Regions from separate parts of the Triticum aestivum genome. Here region 1 is linked to region 2. Evidence: chromatin contacts called from public Hi-C data. All regions are on one chromosome and are shown on one strand. Each heading gives the region's core, a stretch centred on a gene start, on an enhancer-like site or on the middle of the called end of the contact. The rest is flanking DNA. Distances are from core to core; before and after follow the strand shown.

Region 1 (5,538 bases), core at 122-2,621, 140 kb before region 2:
TACCCTTGGAACAGCTTTTTTAAAGTCGAGTATCCCTCTTTATTCAAGAAACTTCCTCTGTTTCAAAATAAGTGGCGTGGTTTGAACTAAAACCACGACAAAGGCCTAAAGTCGGTCTCATTTGCCACACACGGCGTCTGAAATCCTTGATGAATAGCCTTGATCACTCCTTCAGCCACAAGCAATTTTTGCCTTGCTGCCATTATATCATATGCTAGTGCTAGTGCTTCTCGGCATATGCCATTGTTTCAAGGATTTCTGGGTCCATAAGACCAACAAAGGTGATACTCGAAGAGCCCACAAAAATGCCTTCTCTATTTCTGGCGACCAACCCCACTTAGCCTTTGTTGTCGTTCTTTCCGACTATTGCGTAGACATTTAAAATTTCCGAACTGTTGGACTTGCCCTTGGGGCAAAAAGAATCTCCCACGTGTGATACAACTTTGACGAGACAAAATGGCTAACATGCCACCCAACCCCGCCACCATCTTTGTGTGGTGGCGGCGAGGCGAGGGGAGGGGAGGAAGGAGCGAGGTGGTGACAACATATTGGCGTGAAGTCGTAGCTGCAGTTTGCTGGGCATGACAAGTGTCAACTATGACACATGATGGGTGGCGTAAAGGTACAATGTTTCTCTGATACTTTGTGGTGGATGAAGTCAGAGTTGTCGATGGGCGGCAATGTTTAGGATGTGTTGGTTTGGGCTATCTGGGTTTGATATGACATTGTTTTTTTACATGCCGGTGGTGCTAAGATGTGGAGCAAGAATCGGTGAGTCGAGGGTGCTTGATGATGATGGCGATGACGCTGATGAGCAAAATTGAGGGCTGGAGCTTGCACTTTGTGTCGAGTTTGGCTTGTTCGGGTCTGTGCAGAGTCTGGCTTGTTGTGGCCAAGGTTGTAAGGTTTGCACCTGGTTTTTGCTAATTAATTGGACAACTCTCTTGTGCTTTAACGGAAAGGAGTGAGAGCACGGTTGAAAAAAAAACTCTCATGTGCTCAATTAACCTAAAAAAGGGGAAAAAAAGCCTTGTAGGGGTCTTGTGCGAGCCTTACTAAGCTTCGGGCTGAACCAAATCAGCTGGGGCTTTGGGCCTAACCGGCTAACGGCTACCACGAAAAAAGAGCGCACGCAAAGATCACGCAACCGAAGCAGCCTGCTACGCCTACGGGCTGGCTACGGCCGTCTCGTCTGCCTCCCCCTCCTTCCCCGTCGAGATCGTAACCACCAGAGCCTAACGTCCGGAAAAACTCAAAAAATCCCAACGAGAAGCCCCGGAAAACCCACGCGGAAACCTCACACGTCGCCCTCTTTCCAGCCTGTACCCTCCCCTCCGCCGTCTCCGCCTCTTAACTCTGCATCACCCCCCATCTCCCCCCTACCCGTGCCGACGGTGCCGTGCCCATCCAAATTCCATTCCCCCCTCCCCGATTCTTTATCCTCCCCCCCTCTCTCGGATGGGAGGGGAATAATAAAGCGGCGCACACTCCCGTCCGTCCCCGCCCCGCAATGCGCCTCCTCGCCGCGCTCCTGCTCTTCGCCGCCGCCGCCGCGGTTGCGGCGGCGGCGGAGCTGCCCGAGTTCAGGGAGGCGCCGGCGTTCCGCAACGGCGCGGGGTGCGCGGGGGCCCCCACGATCCACATCGCGATGACCCTCGACGGCACCTACCTGCGCGGGTCCCTCGCGGGCGTCCTCTCCGTGCTCCGCCACGCCGCGTGCCCGGAGTCCATCGCCTTCCACTTCGTCGCCTCCTCGGCGTCCCCCGCGCGTCGCCTCGCCAGGCTCCGCGCCGCGCTCGCCGCCGCCTTCCCCACGCTCCCCGCCACCGTCCACCGCTTCGACGCCCGCCTCGTCCGCGGCAAGATCTCCTCCTCCGTGCGCCGCGCCCTCGACCAGCCCCTCAACTACGCCCGCATCTACCTCGCCGACATCCTCCCCCGCTCCGTCCCCCGCGTCCTCTACCTCGACTCGGACCTCCTCGTCGTCGACGACGTCGCGCGCCTCTGGGCCACCGACCTCGGCCCCCACGCCGCCCTCGCCGCGCCCGAGTACTGCAACGCCAACTTCACCCTCTACTTCACCGACGCCTTCTGGCGCCACCCAGCCTACTCCTCCGTCTTCGCCAACCGCACGCGCGCGCCCTGCTACTTCAACACCGGGGTCATGGTCATCGACCTCGACCGGTGGCGGGCCGGCGGGTACACGGCCAAGCTCGAGTACTGGATGGACGTGCAGAAGCAGGAGGCCAGGATATACGAGCTGGGCTCACTCCCGCCGTTCCTCCTCGTGTTCGCCGGCGACGTGAAGGCCGTGCAGCACAGGTGGAACCAGCACGGCCTCGGCGGGGACAACGTGGCGGGGCAGTGCCGGGAGCTGCACCCGGGGCCGGTGAGCCTGCTGCACTGGAGCGGCAAGGGGAAGCCGTGGCTGCGGCTCGACGCGGGCCGCCCCTGCCCGCTGGACGCGCTCTGGGCGCCCTACGACCTGCTCCGCCGCCGCGGCGCCCGTGACGACCTCCTCGCCGCCGTGGCTTGACAATGCGCGGCCCACGTCGCTGGAGTGACAAGTCAATCGTCCGAGTCCGGATCACTGCCCATGACCCGGCTCGGTTGCGGCGTCGCCGTCGTTGGGGTCGGGGTCGGTGTCGGTGACTCGGTGTAGGGGCAGTGGCGGACGGACACGCCGTACCTGGTGGCCTCACAGGGTGGGATGGGCCCGGCGCGGGCCCAGGTGGACAATTTTATGTCGCTGGTTGGAGTGGCCCTTTCGGCACTGACATATAGGCCCGCATGGTGGTGACGGATGTGTCGAGGTTTTGCTGAGACGAGATGAGATCTCGCCAGATGCAGGGACGGGTTGTGTACAGCTGTTGTTTTTTTGCCTGTTGGGGGAATATCTTATTTGATTCCATTCGTTTTCTGTTAGGATCGAAATCTGTAACAGATGTACTCTATCTATAGTAATACGTGCTACTATAACACCGCCAAAAAATAATCGAGGGGGTATTTTTGTGTGCATGTTTTCGGTGGTGTATGTCACGTGCTAAGGGGTGGGAACCTAGATTGTGTCAAGTGCATTTCTTAATTCGCTGAGAGCAGATAACCGGGCGTCGTTTTGTGGCGCAAATCTCAAGCCCGTGGCTCCAGATTTCAGGAATCTGATCCGGCGTTTCCCTTTCCACTTTGGTTTAAAGCGTTGATGGGCCCTGAACGGTTAGGTTAGTGTGTGGTTTGTTGCGATGTGAGTGGTCGGTGGCCAAGTGCTCGGGCGGAACTTTTTTGGTAAAGGCGGGGAAAATCATTTGGCCCCTTCATCTCGTGCCCGGGAGGCCAAAGGACCTGTCAAAAAAGAGAGGCTTAAGAAAGGGCTCGGTCGGTTTCTTCCTTTCCTCCCGTGTTACTGTCTCCGGTTGGTGTAAGGATGATCACTCGCTTGCTGCAGCTAGAGTGTTGTGAATGATGTTGTCGTCGGTCGTTGGCTTTGTGCAGCCAGGCTTACTGCAGATCCGAGGAGTACAGCCACACCACTTGCAGCGTAAACTCGTTGCTTGTTTTGAAGGATACCGATCCTTGGGAGTAGTGGTTTTGAGCACGTGTTACGGTGGGCTTTGGTTAAACACAGAAGAAACCCCTGTGTGTGGTTCACCCGTCGTTGGTTGCCACTGCAAAGAGCTCAAGAACGTAGCGGTGAGCTCCACCGCTTGCAGTGCTCGGTAGTCGGTTCCAGCAGGTAGCAATAAAGAGGTAGGAGTACGTACTCCAACTAAGCTCTTTCGTCTTCATGCTCTTAGTGGTCGCCATTTCTAGGCAGTCTCAAAAGAGAAAACCACTGCTCCTCCTACAGAACTCATCTCATCGATCGTTCACGCGGTCGCGGGGTCTGATCTAGAGAACTGCAAGAAAATGCTCCACCGACAGTCGCCGAGTTTTACCAAAGAGGAAGGCAAGGCAATGGACAAGTCCCGACTCCCGACACACCGCGACGCGCCCACGCCACGCCGGGGCCGGCACGCGCTCCATGAGACCAGCGGCCCACTCTGGCTGTCTAGCTAGTAGTACAAGTACTATTGGCCTGAAAGTGAACGCCGGTTTGGGACCCAAACTGTGAGGAAATGGAGATGAAACAACGGCGCACATAACCAACCCCGATGCCTGGCTGCAGGCGAGCATTGCTTGTATTTTTCATCTTGGAGTTTTTGCGCGTGTCTGTTGTATAAGGCGTGAATTTGTAGCCGCGGCAAGACTAGTTAAGAAATATCTGTCGAAGCATTTGTTTACAACTTTATTTCGCGTGCTACATGATGATCATCAATCAGAGCCGGCGATCATCCGTCTTCGTTGTGGCGCAGGGAAAAGAGGAGGAGACTGCGTCACGCACGGGCGTGTTGATTGACGCAAGTGCGGGGAGCCGATGGCATGTGTCGGCCCCGGGCTGGTCGGCGTGCCGTATTATAACGCTATCAATAGGGAGGAGTGCCCATGGTTATGCCCTGAGATTAACTGATATTTGGTGAATCTCGGTAACAAATTCTGATGTCGTGCCTCGCGTGATTGTTGCCAGGTTTTCCAAAAAAAAAAGGTTTTCGTCCCATAGCATTTGTTTTAACGGCGGGCGAATGCAGTGGATTTCCTGGCAGTGCTTGAACTCGCTCTACCTCTTTCACTCCCGTGAACACTGGAACTGTTGTATTTTCGTTCATTTGCAATGGAAAGGGGTTTAGCCTGGTTAAAAAAAATTCTAACAGGTGGTAACAGAACAAGTTTTTTGAGGACGCGCTTGTTGGTCTAGAGGAAGGATCGAGTCCGAAATGACATTGTCATTGGCTGCACTGTTCTCGACGAGATAAAAAAATAGCAGAAAATGCTATACACACATATTGATGGATCTACGAGAGGTGTGTCTCCGCGTCGCAGCAGTAGGCGAGACATGTCACGATTTGGTCGGTTGGACCGATCGGGCGAGCGTACAGGCGGTAGGCTTATGTGCGTACGTGGTGGGATCTTTGGCGCATGCTCACGGAAAAAGGATCACTGACGCTTGGCGAGCCATGCAAGAGGCCCACCGAGGGCGTGGGCAAGTCGTTCTAATTCTTGCTCATTCTCGAGTAGGTAAAAGATAACAAATGAATTTTTTATGTTGAATGTTATCTAACATATACTTAATCAAATGATGTAATTGCGGTATGAATATTGGGTTACGAGCGATTCAAAGTGAAAGTGCTAGTTATTGACTAGAGGGGAGGGGGGGGGGGTGAATAGGCGATTTTTATGAAAGTCTTCAAAACACGGGGGCTTTGAAGACAAACACTAGAAATGAACCTATTGATATGCAGCGGAAGGTAGACTACACTAGACAAGCCATAGTCAAGCAAATAATGAAGTGAAAGCACGAAGACTATTAACAGCTAGGTAGTATGAATCAGGATGGAAGATAGTATGAAACCAAACAACAACAGTCTTCACACAGTGAAGCCAATCAGATCAAGCAAGTAAGCAATGACTTCACGAAGGCGTATTGTAAGTAAAGAGAGGTAAAGG
Region 2 (5,592 bases), core at 2,689-5,188:
TTAAAGTCCCGTAGTGGAGAAGAATCCATTTATCTTTTATTTTCTATTTTAGAACAATAAAGATAGCATAACTAGGCAAGAAATAAAACAAGAAAAAAGGAAGTGTTTGTGCGAAGGCAGCTGATTTGTTAGGTGATGTCTCCCCGGCAACAGCGCCAGAAATTCTTTTGCTACCTGCGATGGAGTTGTTGGATTTACCTGAAGAGGAAGGGTGAAGCAGTATAGTAGCAGATAGTATTTCCCTCAGTTAAGAACCAAGGTTTATTGGACCAGTAGGGGACAACACATGAATAATGTGAATAGTACCTACACACAGACACAACAATTGCTTGCACCCAACAAAGACAAGGGGGTCCTCACGCACCTTGTTCTTGCCAACCACAAGATTAAAACTGATAGTAATATGCAAAGTAATAAAAAGAAAAAAAGAAAATACAAAAAAGCAAATTGAGTAATTGTTGGAGACTTTGTATCGATGGAAAATAGACCCGAGGGCCATAGTTTCACTAGTGGTATCTCCCTCGAAAGCATAGCAACAATGGGTGAACAAATTACTATTAGGCAATTGATAGAATTGAGCATAATTATTATAATCATCCATGGCATAACAAATACATAAGCATTACGTTTGTGATAAGTAGACCGTTAATCCAACTGCATCTACCATTATTACTCCACCCCAAGACCGCTATCCAACATGCATCTCAAAGTATTAAGTTCATAGAAGCAGAGTAACACTTTAAGCAATATGACATAATGTAGACAAACTAAAAGCAATCAATATGACCAAACCCCGTCGTTTTATCATTAGTAGCAACAATACAAATGCGTGCCCTTGCCCTTATTGTCACTGGGCAGGATCACCGCAAGATTGAACCTACCACAAAGCACCTCTCCCGCTGAAGATAAATCAATCTAATTTTGCCAAAGTAGACGGATAGATCCAAAAGAAATACAAAGCTATAAAATTATGTAGCAAAGAAACTTCAATAGATTCAAAATAATTCAATGAATAATCTGATCATAAACCCACAATTCATTGGATCCCAACAAACACACTGCATAAGATTACATCGGATGGATCTTAGATAAGATCATTGTATTGAAGATCAAGAGAGAGAGAGAGAGAGAGAGAGAGAGAGAGAGAGAGAACCATCTAGTTACTACTGTGGACTCGTAGGCCCTGAAGGAACTACTCACACATCATCATGGAGGCCGCAAGGTTGATGAAGATGGCCTCCCTAATGACCCCCCCCCCTCCGGCAGAGTACCGGAACAGGGTTCCGGACGAGATCTCTTTGGAACGGAGAATTGTGGCAGTGATAAAATTATTTCGGGTATTCCTTCGAGGGTTTCTAAATATTTGGAAATTTATAGGCTAAGAATTAGGGCAAGCTAAGCTACGAGGGGCCCACAAGTCAGGATGGTGCGCCCCTAGTTTGTTGGGTCCTCGTGGGCCTTCTCGTCCCGAAGCTTCCAGGGTCTCTTATTGTTGAGGAAGAATCGTCTAAAAGTTTCATCGTGTTTGGACTTCTGTAGGTATGGATTTCATGGAAAACAAAAAACAAGCAAAAAAAGGGGAAGTGGCACTGAGCACTAAATTAATAGGTTAGTCCAAAAAATATATATAATGGTATATAAATAATACAAAAGTGATAACATAATAGCATTTAACTATAAAAATTATAGATACATAGGAGACGTATCACAAGGCAAGACCGGTGGAGATCGCACCAGCCCAAAGGCCGATGAGGCATGGTGGCGGAGCCTCCTCTTCTTTCTTCTTGTCTTGGCCCTTCTTCTTTTATGGAGGTGAAGGTCATGGATTAGCAATGGAGATGGAGATGGAGATGAGATGGAGATGGAGATGGTGCTGGATATCGCGTATGGATGATGGACGACGGCTAGGGTTGAGGTGTATATAGGAGGCCTCCTTGGGTCTCCTCTATTGATGTAGCTTCTCCACTTTGATCCAGGGGCTCTAGATGAGCCAAATCAAATCCCAATACCTCCCATAGTGGCCAAGAAAGTCATGAGAACAAATTGAGATAAAATCCACGAAGAATCGTGTCTGATCTGGGCGATCTCAGAGCTTGTCGGGGGTGGTACGACCATGCCCGGTCGTATCAAGCGCTGTCTTTTGCTCTAGACACCTTTAGTAAAATGGTCGTCATTTCTTCATACGAACTGCGATTTTGACGTTCTTGGGCCCGTTGGATTCGTATGAATGACACCAATGCACCTGTGGTGTTGGATTTTTAATTTGATCACTTAAAAATGTCATAATTAGCACTCCAAAATGCCTGGGTTTGGTGCCTAGAAGTCTCCGGTATTGGTCCCAACCCTAGCCTTTTCATTGTGCTTGGTCCATGGTTGGTCCAAAACATCTAGACACAACAAACCAAAGATAACTAATAAAAACTACAAACTATGCAATGCTCACATCGAAAAGGGTAAAAACCAGAAATCATGCATAATGGACATGTACTTTGTTCAATGGGACATGATATATGGAGTAGTATGCAGCTAATGAGTTTAAAAAGGCATATAAAATAGAGCCATTGTTAATCTCGATGCAAGACTTACGAATTTTATGTTTTTCCATTCTTCCGTTTACGCATGCGTACCTATCCTACTTTCATGGTCTTTTGTAGGATTTGAATCAAAGAAGATAAGCGAGGCCCAACACAGTCTAGAGGATTCAAAATCTAGCCTATGTAGTCCGAATAAGTAGCACTGGTCTGAATTAAACAACACATGTTTCTTGTCTTGTCTCCTCCTACAAGAGCCCTAGACGGGAGCTGATGTCTATCGCTCATAGCGAGCGCTACGTCGCATCTCTCAAGCAAGATGGGTCTGGCCCAGCGAGCGAGTGCACACTTGTTTTTTGTTTTGTTTTCTCCCATTTCATTTTTTCGATCAGTTTAATTTATAATATGAAGAAAACTCCCAAATACATTTTTTTTGTAAATTACGGAAAATATTCATGGGTTTTCAAAAAAGTTTGTGAATGCAAAATATGTTCACGAATTCAAAAAATATTCATGAAAGTTTCAAAAGTATTATGAATTTTTAGAAAGTTCATGAATTTTAAAAAATGTTCACGAAAAATACAAGAAATGTCCATGAACATTTTTTGAAATCATGAATATTTTTTGTAAATCGGAAATAATTTTATGAAACCTCAGATAATTTTCAAAATCCCGAATTGTTTTAAAATCTGTGAACATTTCTTAAAATTGTGAACTATTTCTGAATTTTTGGACATTTATTTTTAAATGGGAACAATTTTTTAATTTTCATTTTTTTTGAGGAACAGTAATTTTTTAATTGCAAACAAAATGTGAAATTATAATCATTTTTTGTATTTTTAAGCATTTTTTTGGAAAACATGAACAAAATTTGAAAACATAATCATTTTTGAAAATTCCAAACATTTTTTGGAAAAGAAAATAATTAGGAAATTTTGAACAATTTTGGATATTTCTTGAAAATTTTGAATTAAAGAAGAAAAAAAAACCGGCAAACCAGTAAGAAAACAAATCGGGAAGGTTCCAGAAACCGCTTAGGAACCTTGTAAAACCGGCCCTGGCAGTTTTCTCGCTCGATTTATAATGGGCCGGCCGGTCCACGGTCCCTAGTGAGGAAACGCTACGCTAGGGATTGCAACGGGCGATATATAGCGTTCGTGGCCTCTAAAAAAATGCAGTTGTGGCCCCGGACGGCCACCGTCCATGGATGATGCAACTACACTGCACCTGCACGATCACACGAACGGTGACAGACTGGGCGCGTGAAGCCCGTCCTCTCGCTCCCTAATCATCCAATCGGCACGGCCGGCCTACGGGCAGACACGCGCGAAACCGGCGGAAGAAGCCACCGCCCCCTCCCACAATTGGCGCGCGGCGCAGTACTTGACCTGCCTTATACAAGTTGGCAAGCTGCCTATGCCCTACCACACACCGGGTCCATGTGATGCGACGTGGGGGAGGCGCGAGGAAGACGCGGCCGAGCCTTCCATTTTTCAACTCCTAGTCCTATACATACAGCGGCGCCCCGGGGCTCGGATCGGATCTACAGCGATTAGTCTCGACCTTCAGTCGTGCTGCCTGCTCATCAGCATATAATTCCTGATCGAGCGAGCGGGAGAGGAAGGCGAGATCAGGCCGGGAGAGAAGATGGCGCAGGGGACGCTGGAGGTGCTGCTCGTCGGAGCCAAGGCCCTCGAGAACACCGACTACCTCTGTAAGCTACCTTCGGCCTCTGACTCCCCCCATCGAGTTCTGCTCTGCTTTCCCGTCCCCCGCTCGAAGTAGCTCGGTGATGGCCTGTCGATCAGCCAGATCGGCGCAATATTCTCGAGTCGCTTGTGGTTTCGCTTTCTGCTGGTCTCTAATGGATGGGATCGATTCTCGCTGACGAGTTCCGTGGCTGCGAATTGTTTTCTGCAGGCAACATGGACCCGTACGCGGTTCTAAAATGCACCTCGCAGGAGCAGAAGAGCACCGTCGCCTCAGGTAAATCTCTTCGTTAGCTTACAAATTTCTTGTTGATACATACAGTACATAGGAAACCTTATATATACCTCTTCAATTTATCGATCAACGCTTTCCTTCACTAGTAGTGTTCTAAACGACATCTTAACGATAGTGAAATCTGGTCCTTGTGGTCCTTCACAAAGAAAAAAACGAGCACTGGTGCTGAATGAGCCCTAGCTTCCACGTGCTGCTAGAAGCTATCAGGCTTGACGCTTGAGTCTGTCATGCGTTTTGCCATGTCAGTAATGTCTGGACACTTGAACAGCAGGAAAATCTAGACGATCATAATAAGAACGCAGATCGATTTAGAATGGCAGCAACCAATGCGCTAAAAGCACGTTAAGTAGTTAACCCATCTTATTTTCCCACCCCGTTTGCGATAGGCCGAATCAACCGTGGCCCTTCCATGAGGAAAAGTGGAATTCATCAAGACATGTTAAAAGCAGCATCATGCATCTCAATGCTGCTGTGCATGTGTGCTATTGACTTCCTTATGAGATGTAACTTGACTTAAATTTTTTTTTGCGGGGTGTAACTTGACTTCACTCGATGCATGCAGGAAAGGGAAGTGATCCTGAGTGGAACGAAACCTTTGTGTTCACCGTCTCTGAGAATGCAACCGAGCTCGTCATCAAGCTTCTGGACAGTGATGGTGGCACGGACGACGACAGCGTTGGTGAAGCAACGTAAGTCGAAATGAGCTAGGAGTAGCAATTTTGGTCTTGTGTCAGAGTGTTCCTTTGAGTTAGTTGTGGGGCTGGCGGTCTTACATAAAACTGGCTCAAATGTTTGGTGAAATCTGTTTCTGAAACACTTGCAGTTTGCATTTCGATTGATGTCGCTGCATCGCGGGATGCAAAACTGAATGATCGCAGATTGCATCATCCACTACAGCTGAGTATTTGATTCTTGCAGGATCCCATTGGATGGAGTGTACACTGAAGGAAGCATCCCACCAACTGTTTACAATGTTGTCAAAGACGAAGAGTACCGTGGAGAAATCAAAATCGGTCTGACGTTCACTCCGGAGGTAGCTGTCTCACATTCATGTTCA

The links. Hi-C and Micro-C count contacts between places; a contact is called where the count stands out from the background.
Region 1: a Hi-C map of leaf shows a contact between it and region 2, with 3 times the contacts expected there. The contact joins the promoter of LOC123053915 here to the promoter of LOC123053913 in region 2. A contact is called at or near these places in 2 of 5 Hi-C or Micro-C datasets (both in leaf).

The regions. Positions count from the first base shown.
Region 1 is chr2D:475,329,027-475,334,564 of IWGSC CS RefSeq v2.1, reverse strand. It overlaps LOC123053915 (probable galacturonosyltransferase-like 3), which reads left to right and starts at 1,371. Exons shown (of 1, transcript XM_044477535.1): 1 at 1,371-3,018. The coding sequence starts at 1,511. The coding sequence ends at 2,536.
Region 2 is chr2D:475,190,949-475,196,540 of IWGSC CS RefSeq v2.1, reverse strand. It overlaps LOC123053913 (elicitor-responsive protein 3), which reads left to right and starts at 3,938. Exons shown (of 5, transcript XM_044477531.1): 1 at 3,938-4,245; 2 at 4,452-4,517; 3 at 5,098-5,224; 4 at 5,454-5,568. The coding sequence starts at 4,179.